Linked DNA regions of Vulpes vulpes: region 2 is linked to region 1. The links are chromatin contacts, called in public Hi-C maps. All regions are on one chromosome and are shown on one strand. The core of a region is the stretch at or near the end of the contact, and the rest is flanking DNA. Distances in the headings are between cores, read along the strand shown.

Evidence for each region. Hi-C and Micro-C count contacts between places; a contact is called where the count stands out from the background.
Region 2: a contact with region 1 is called in a Hi-C map of skeletal muscle, with 2.8 times the contacts expected there. The contact joins the promoter of OGDH here to the promoter of CCM2 in region 1. A contact is called at or near these places in 2 of 3 Hi-C or Micro-C datasets (both in skeletal muscle).

What each region holds. Positions count from the first base shown.
Region 1 is chr7:15,073,429-15,077,591 of VulVul3, forward strand. CCM2 (CCM2 scaffold protein) reads right to left here and starts at 1,897. Exons shown (of 11, transcript XM_072763017.1): 1 at 1,792-1,897.
Region 2 is chr7:15,279,564-15,283,726 of VulVul3, forward strand. OGDH (oxoglutarate dehydrogenase) reads right to left here and starts at 1,987. Exons shown (of 23, transcript XM_025988372.2): 1 at 1,514-1,987. The coding sequence starts at 1,846.

The DNA of each region.
Region 1 (4,163 bases), core at 647-3,146:
TACCAAACCTTGTAGAAGGTTCTAGAAAGAAGTCAGTGTACCTACCCCCTGCTCCCCCATCACTGACAGGTTAGCATCCATTCTAAGGAGGTGAGCCTCTGTAGCCAGCACCTTCTGGCCCGAGTGTGGAAGATGCTTCCAGGCCAAGCCCCGAGATCTGCTTGGGACATGAGCACCACTGGCAGCCAGGCCATCTCCGGTGGGGGCCCTGGTCCACCTGCCTGCTGTATAACAGGGAAAGATGCAATGTGGAGCCTTCTCCCAGCTGTGGCAGAAACATTAAGCTCAGCTCTCCCCCTTTGTGGTGGGCAGCACAGCACCCCCCTGCAGTCTAGCGCTGGCAGACTGAATCACTTGCTCAGGCTGTTTTCCAGACTTAGGAACTGCAACTGGTACCGTACTTGAATGAGACACACATTCACGACCCAGCAAGGAGAGGGAGAGAGGGAAAGAGAGAGAGAGAGAGAGAGAGAGAGAGAGAGAGCGCCACAGGATCCCCCAGGACCACCTGGCCACACCGGATTTCAAGCACAGCCTTCCAAAAATGGTGCATCATGTAAAACAAGGTGCGGAGTCAGAGGATGGGCACAGCTGCCTCCAGCCGGCTGTGCAGACTGGGGAGAGCAGAGGACCTCCCAAAGTCTGAAACTCGTGCACCCGAAGTGCACGTTAACGAAATCCAGCAGATGAGAAAGGAGAAATTTCATTGAAATCTGGTTTTTCTTCTTAAGGGCCTCTCCGCTATTAGTCTCCTGAAAATGAGTTTATCAACTACTCCAGCCTACAGTTAAAGCCACATTTGTAAAACGACACAAACTAAGGAGCCCCTTAAACTGTGCCCGAAATCCAAGCGCCAAATGGAGCGACCCTGCAACCGCTGAGCGAGCCGCGAGCAGCTGTCCCTAAGCACAGCTTCTCCCTTCTTCGGAATCAGGACACAGAGGTCCCTTGGGCAGCGGAGACCCCGGCCCTGGAGAGCCCCCGGGGCCCGCCCGCGCCCGCGCCCCCTCCCCGGCCCGGAGGAGCCCGCGGGCAGGGCCATGTGCACAGCCCGGGTTAGGGGGACGCGCTGACCGGAAGGGGCGGAAAGGCGTGGCTCCTTCCTCCCCGCGGGGCGGGCCGGGCGGAGGACCACCTAGCCCCATTGTCCAGGGACTCGCCTCCCGGCGCATCCGCGGACACCGACCCCCGCCGCCCGGGCCCAGCGCGCGAGGTCCGCCGGGGGCCCCAGCCTGCCGGCCCCGCTGTCCCCCGACGTCCCCCGACCTCCCCCGACCGGCGGCGGCGGCGCCTCCCGGTCCAGCCCCGGCCCCCCCGCCCCGCCCTGGGGTCCAGCCCGGCCCGGCCCGGGGAGCACGCTGCCGCTGCCGCTCACCTTCTTGCCCTTCTTGCCCTCCTCCTCCATGTCGCCGCGAGCGGCTCCCGCGGCCCGGCCCGGCCCGCCCCGGGAGCCCCGCGCCGCCCGCGGCCGCTACATGCTCGCCCGGCCCCGCGGCCGCCGTCGCCGCCGCTCCTGCGCCTCCCGCGCCTCCCGCCCGCGCGGCCGCAGTCTCCCGCCGCGGCCGCCAGGGGACGTCCGCGCCCCGCACCCCGCACCCCGCACTTCCGGGCCGAGGCGACGCCCCGCCCCCGGCCCCGCCCCCGCCCTCGGGGCCCCCGGGGACGCGCCCGCCTGGGCCCGCCCCCTCGGCCGCGGGAGCGCGCCTGTCGCGCCCCTACCCCGCCCCACCCCTTCAAGGAGGGCAAGAGAGCGCGAGCCCCGCCCCAGCCCGTTCCCTGCCCGTCCCCTGCCTCTCAGGGCTCCAGGAACCGCTTCAACTTTTCAATTCTGCCGCCATCTTTAGGGCAGCCACTTCCCGGCGTGCCTCGCGCTCGGGAAGGGCCCCCCCACTCCGCCGACTCGGGCCGACGGGAAACGGGGGCGGGGCCACGATGAGGGGGAGGAGCTATTCAGTAGGTGAGGGGCGTGGCCTGTGGGGAGGGAGGGGCTCGCAGGAAGGTGAGGCTTGCGTGGCTGGTGGGGAGGGGCTGGGAGGCGGGGGCCTGCGTGAAGGGGTGTGGCTAGCAGGGAGGGAAGGGCGGGGCCGGCAGCAAGGTGGGGGCGGGGTCTGGGGGAAGGGGCCGACGGGGACGGGGAGGGGGGCGGGGCTGGCCGGAAGAGGAGGGCGTGGCTTGGACGCTGGTGGGCGGGGCTGGTAGGAAGGGGGCGGGGCGAAGCTACTTCCTTTCTCTTTCTCAATTTGCCGAGTACCTTCAGGTCCCCAGTGACGCCCGTTTAAGCCTTCCTGCGCTCCAGCACCCGTGTTGCTTAAGCCCTCAGGAAGGTGGGGTGCGGTAGGACGCAACTCCTGGCACCCGTCGGGACAAAGCGCAACCGGCCAGCAGCTACCAGGCTGTGTCAACGTCCGCCCCTCCGCAGGCTGGGGTCGGCCGCGTCCCGCCACGAGCTGCCAGTGAGCCCCTTGCAGCGCCCCTAGAGAGTGAACTGACACTTGTGTTAAGCGGTGACCTCTGCCAGCTCCGTGCATCCCTCCAGCTCCGCTCGCGCTCCTTTCCTGCCCTGCGCGCTAGAGCCGGACCCTCTGAGCCTCCCCCGTCCCCGATGGACCCTGCGCTGGAGCCAGGCCCTCTGCGCCTCCTCTGTCCCCGGATGGCCCAGCGCTGCAGAGATGTGCAGCAGGAAGCACTGGGAGGCGGTGTGGGAGACAAGGCCTCCAGGGAGCTCCTAGGCAGGCACCTGCAGCCTCTGCGGCCTCCCCCCGCCCCCCCCGCCCCCCCCCCCCCGCCGCAGGGGCAGCTTCTCACAGCTCCGGGGCCTTGGAGCACCTGCCTCCGAGGGAACTTAGCAACTCTCCGTGGCCAGCTTTCCCTAGGCTCTACAAGGACTCCCAGCGAGTCCTGCGGGCACTTCTCCAGCACGTGCGGAGCTGTCGCTAGGCTCTCAGCCCTGGGGGGAAGGGGTCTTTTCTCTGGGAGCGCATCTCAGCCCTCAGAGTAGTAGCTGCATCTTGTATTTACAATCCTCGTGTCCTTCAGACCTCTCCTTGCTTTAACCAGCCAACCCTTTGTTGCTCTGCTATACTTAACACTTGTTTGTATAGCACCCCCAGGCATATTCCAGGTCCTTTGGCACATAGATCGGAGGTGGGTGAAAAGATCTTTCACTCTACCTTTTTTTTATTTAAGATTTTATTCATTTATTCATGAGAGACACAGAGAGAGAGAGGCAGAGACACAGGCAGAGGGAGAAGCAGGCTCCATGCAGGGAGCACGACATGTGACTCGATCCCAGGACCCTGGGGTCACGCCCTGAGCTAGAAGGCATACGCTCAACCACTGAGCCACTCGGGTGTCCCTCACTCTATCTCCTGCACTAATTTAGCAGCCACATCCCCAAACACAAACAAGGCAGTGTACCTAGCAATTAGTCTCCCACTCATGTACCTTTACGTATTTTGCAGCAAAGAACACTCCTCAAACTCCCCTTAGCCTGTGTGTCAGGAAAAACCCACTCCCCTCCTGTGCCTCCTTTGCTCTTGCATGGCTGGCACTCTCTCAACACTGCTGACATCAGACATCCAAGGGTTTTCCCAACACCAAGAAGTTCTGTGATACCAGCAGAATGTCCCACACTTTAACTCACTCAGCAGCATCTACCCAGACATGGCATCAGATCCCAGGGGTTGAGGACTCAGTCCCATAAAACTGCCCACACAGATGCCAACAGCAGTCCAGGCTGTTACCTGTGCTAATTGGCTATTACTCTGGACTCCCACAAGCCTCTCTTGGGCTCAGTTAACTTGCTAGAGTGGCTCACAGAACTCAGGAAAACAGTTCACTTACTGCTTACCAGTTTATTATAAAAGGACAAGATAGGGGCACCTGGCTGTCTCAGTGAGTGGGCCAGGGTCCTAGGGTCCTCAGGGTTCTGGGATTGAGCCCTGCATCATCCCACATCGTCTGAGCTCCCTGCTTAACAGAGAGTCTGCTTCTCCCTCTCTCTCTGCCCTTCCCCCATCCTCTCTGACTTTCCCTGTCACATAAATAAAGACTTTTTTTTTCTTTAAAGGACACGATAAAGAAAACTGGTAAACATTCAGATGGGAAAGATGCCTATGGCAAGGTGTAGGGACAGCCACCCAGCATCCCCATGTCTCTCTGGG
Region 2 (4,163 bases), core at 737-3,236, 210 kb after region 1:
TCTAGAGGAGTAGACGGTCCACAGGGCGCTGTGGGTGTTGTGCTCAAGGGCATCCCTCCAGGACCACTGGGAGAAGGAGGGGTAAGAAGAAGTACTGAGTCTGGAGAAGTAGACAGTCCAAGGGGCTCTGGGTTTGGTGTGCTCAAAGGCATCCTCCCAGGACATCTGGGAGAAGGAGGGCTAGGGAGGAGTACTGAGTCTGGGTGGTGTCCAGGACCACAGAGAGAAGGATGGGTATTAAGTCTCTGGGGTCCTACAGATGGTGAGTTCAAGGGCATATACCCAAGATCACAGGGAAGAGGGAAAGGAGTACTGGGTCTGGAGGGGTGCTGAGTCCCCAGGGTGCTGCGGGTGGTGTGCTCAAGGGCATCTCCCCAGGGCTACAGGGAGAAGGAGTAAGACGTACTGAGTCTGGAGGAGTACTGAGTCCTTGGGGCACTGTGGGTGGTGTACTCAAGAATGTCCCCCTGGTACCACAGGATGAAGAAGAAGTACAGAGGAGTACTGAGTCCAGGAGTATTGAGTCCTTGGGGTCCTGCTGGTGGTGTGCTCAAGGGCGATCCCCCATGACCACAGGGAAGAGAGGAGGTACTGAGTCCTCGGGGTGCTGAAGGTTGTATGCTCAAGGTCATCCCCCCTAGATCACAGAGTGAAGAAGTGGTAAAGAGTAGTACTGAGTCCGGAGAGGTACTAAGTCCTCGGGGTGCTGCAGGTGGTGTGCTCAAGGTTGTCCCCACAGGACCACAGGGTGAAGAAGTGGTAAAGAGTAGTACTGAGTCCGGAGAGGTACTAAGTCCTGGGGGTGCTGCCCTCAAGGTTATCCCCCCAGGACCACAGGGTGAAGGAGTAAAGAGTAGTCTGAGTCCGAAGAGGTACTAAGTCCGTGGGGTGCTGCGGGTGGTGTGCTCAAGGGCGTCTCCCCAGGACCGTAAGGAGAAAGTGGAGTACGGGGGAGTACTGAGTCCGGAGGGATACTGAGTCCTCGGGGTGCTGCCCTCGGTCTTCTCAAGGGCGTCTCCCGGGGCGCGCAGCCAGGGCGGCGGCGGGCGGAGCAGGCCCCACGGCCCGCAGCCGCTCCATCAAGGGCGCGCCACCCTTCCGAGCCGGCAGAGGACGGCGCCGGGCGGCTCCCGTGTGACGCCTCCCCGACCTTGGGGGTCACCCTGGCCGCGGCGCCCGTTCCCTCACATCCGCCGCGAGGCCCACCCCACGCCCCACACAGCCAATAGCGCGCCACTGCGCGCCCCCCGCGACGTCTGCGCGCGCCAGCGCCCGCCAATCTCCGCCCGTCAGACGGCCCTCGCCGTCCCATTGGCTGCCACGGTCGTCCATCAGGCCCCGTCCTGCCCACCTCCCGCCGTCAGCTCTGCTCCATCCGGCTTCACTCCCTGTCACCGCGGCGCCTGCGACAACGAGGCTGCGGCGCCCTCGCCCTCTGCCACGCCCCCCGCCTCCTGCCCGAGGGCGCGGGTCCTCCCGCACCAGCCCAGGCCCAGCGGCAGCGCGCGCTTACCTGTCCCCGGCTCGGCTCCACCCGAATGAGGCGCCGACACCCCACTCCGGGGCACCAAACTCTTGATCCCGCCCCGGCGTGTGGCGTCAGCACGCAGTCCCGCCCCTGGAGAAGAAGGCCCGCCCCGGCCGCTCGGGCGTGGCCTGACGTCACAGAGCAGCGCCGGCGTGGTCGTGGCGTGGGCCGGGGGCCTGCAGTGGGCGGGCGGGGTCTTTGCGGCCCCGACGCCGGGTGGCCGCCGGGGGAGGAGTGGCGAGTGCGAGTGCGGTTTCCCTCCGGAGGTCGTTCCCGTGAGGAAGGAAGAGCGCTGTGCGCGGGCAGCTGGGCGGCCATGGGGTCGGGGTATTCCTGGGGATGGGGGGCCAGTGGGGACCGTCCGAGCGGTAACCACTCCCAGTACCCTTCGCTACTCCTGTCCCTGGGCCCCGTGCGGGTGCGGTGGTGCGGTTCCTGTCTCGGAGCTTGTTTCACTGAGCATGTGCTGAAGGTGGGTCCACGTTGGAGCAGGGGTCAGGATTCCCTTTTTTGTTTTGTTTTGTTTTTTAAAGATTTTATTTATTAACCAGACAGAGAGGCAGAGACACAGGCAGCGGGAGACGCAGGCTCCATGCACGGAGCCCGACGTGGGACTCGAACCCAGGACCCCGAGGTCACGCCCTGGGCTGAAGGCTGACGTGCAACCGCTGAGCCCCCGGGCGACCTGATTGCCATTCGTTTCTACGAGCAGAGAGTAGTCCGTCCTGTGGCTCCTCTGCCGCTCCTGTGCCCATTCCTTGTTGGGGTCGTTTGCATGTTTGAGCTTTTGTGCCTGGTGCTGCGGTGAGGTTGGCCCACAAGCACCCGTGGAGTGCGAGACGGGTGTCCACCCCTACTGTGTGTGTACCTGGGAGGGGAGCCCTAGCTGGGTTTTCCAGCGCCTGCCACGGCCGCATCACTTCCCCACCAGCAAGATGCGAGGGTCCCAACTTACTTACATTCTGGTTACTATTTATTTTCTTTTTTAAAAGATTTTATTTATTCATGAGAGACAGGCAGAGACACAGGCAGAGGGAGAAGCAAGCTCCATGCAGGGAGCCCAGCGCGAGACTCGATCCCAGGTCTCCAGGATCACACCTCGGGCCAAAGGCGGCGCTAAACCGCGGAGCCAACCAGGGACCCTGGCTTTAACTTTTTAAAAAAAACTGGGTGAGGGCAGCCCGGGTGGTGCAGCGGTTTAGCGCCTCCTGCAGCCCGGGATGTGATCCTGGAGACCCGGAATCGAGTCCCACATCGGGCTCCCTGCATGGAGCCTGCTTCTCCCTCTGCCTGTGTCTCTGCCCCCCCCCCCCCTCTGTCTCTATGAATAAATCTTAAAAAAAAAAAAAAAAACTGGGTGATTATCTTCTTTTTTTTTGATTGAAGTACAATTGCCTTAAGAGTGTAGCATTAATTTCAGGTGTATACCATGGTGACTTGATATTTTTATACATTAGGAAATGGAGCCCTGCAGGGGCGCCTGGGTGGCTCAGTTGGTTGAGCTTCTGCCTTCAGCGCAGGTCATGATCTCAGGGTCCCAGGAGGGAGCCCCAGGTCCTGGCCCAGATCCCTGCTCAGCAGGAAGTCTGCTTCTCCCTCTCCCTACCCCTTCTCCCCCTCTCTCTCTTAAATAAAATCTTAAAAACAAAAACAAAAACAAAAAAATACCCATCCCCGCGATAGTCTAGTTACCTTCTGTTGTCATACGAAGCTATGAGGGGGTCGCTGCCTGTGCTCCCTGTGCTGTACATCAACATTTATCGCTGGGCAGCCCCGGTGGCGCAGCAGTTTGGTGCCGCCTGCAGCCTGGGGTGTGATCCTGGAAGACCTGGGATCGAGTCCCACATCAGGCTCCCTGCATGGAGCCTGCTTCTCCCTCTGCCTGTGTCTCTGCCTCTCTGTGTGTCTATGAATAAATAAATAAAATCTTTAAAAATAAAAAAAAAACATTTATCCCTGAAAAATAGGTGCCCCTTAATCCCTTTCACCTATTGTGCCCGCTCCCAACCGCTTCCACCACCTCTGGTAACCAACAGCTTGTCTGAATCTGCGTCTGTTTTGTTTGTTCCTTTGCTTTATAGATTCCACACAGGAGTGAAGTCGCATTTGTCTTTCTCCGACTTACTCTGTAAACAACGTGGATCCACCCACGTTGTTGCAAATGGTAGGATTTTATTTTTTTTTTATTTTTTTTTTTAATTTTTATTTATTTACAATAGTCACACACAGAGAGAGAGAGAGAGAGAGGCAGAGACATAGGCAGAGGGAGAAGCAGGCTCCATGCACCGGGAGCCCGACGTGGGATTCGATCCCGGGTCTCCAGGATCGCGCCCTGGGCCAAAGGCAGGCGCCAAACCGCTGCGCCACCCAGGGATCCCTGATTTTATTGTTTTTAATGGCTGAATAACATTCACATGTGTGCGCCCACATGTGCGTCCCCCCACCTCATCTTTCTCCTTCTGTATGTCAGTGGACACTTAGGTTGCTTCTGTTATCTTTCCTGTTGTGAATAAAGTTTCAGTGAATGTAGGGGGTGCATATATCTTCAGATTGGTGTTTTTGTTTTCTTTGAATAAATACCCAGAATTGCTGGATTTTAGGGTAATTCTATTATAATTCTAAAGTTAATGTTCTT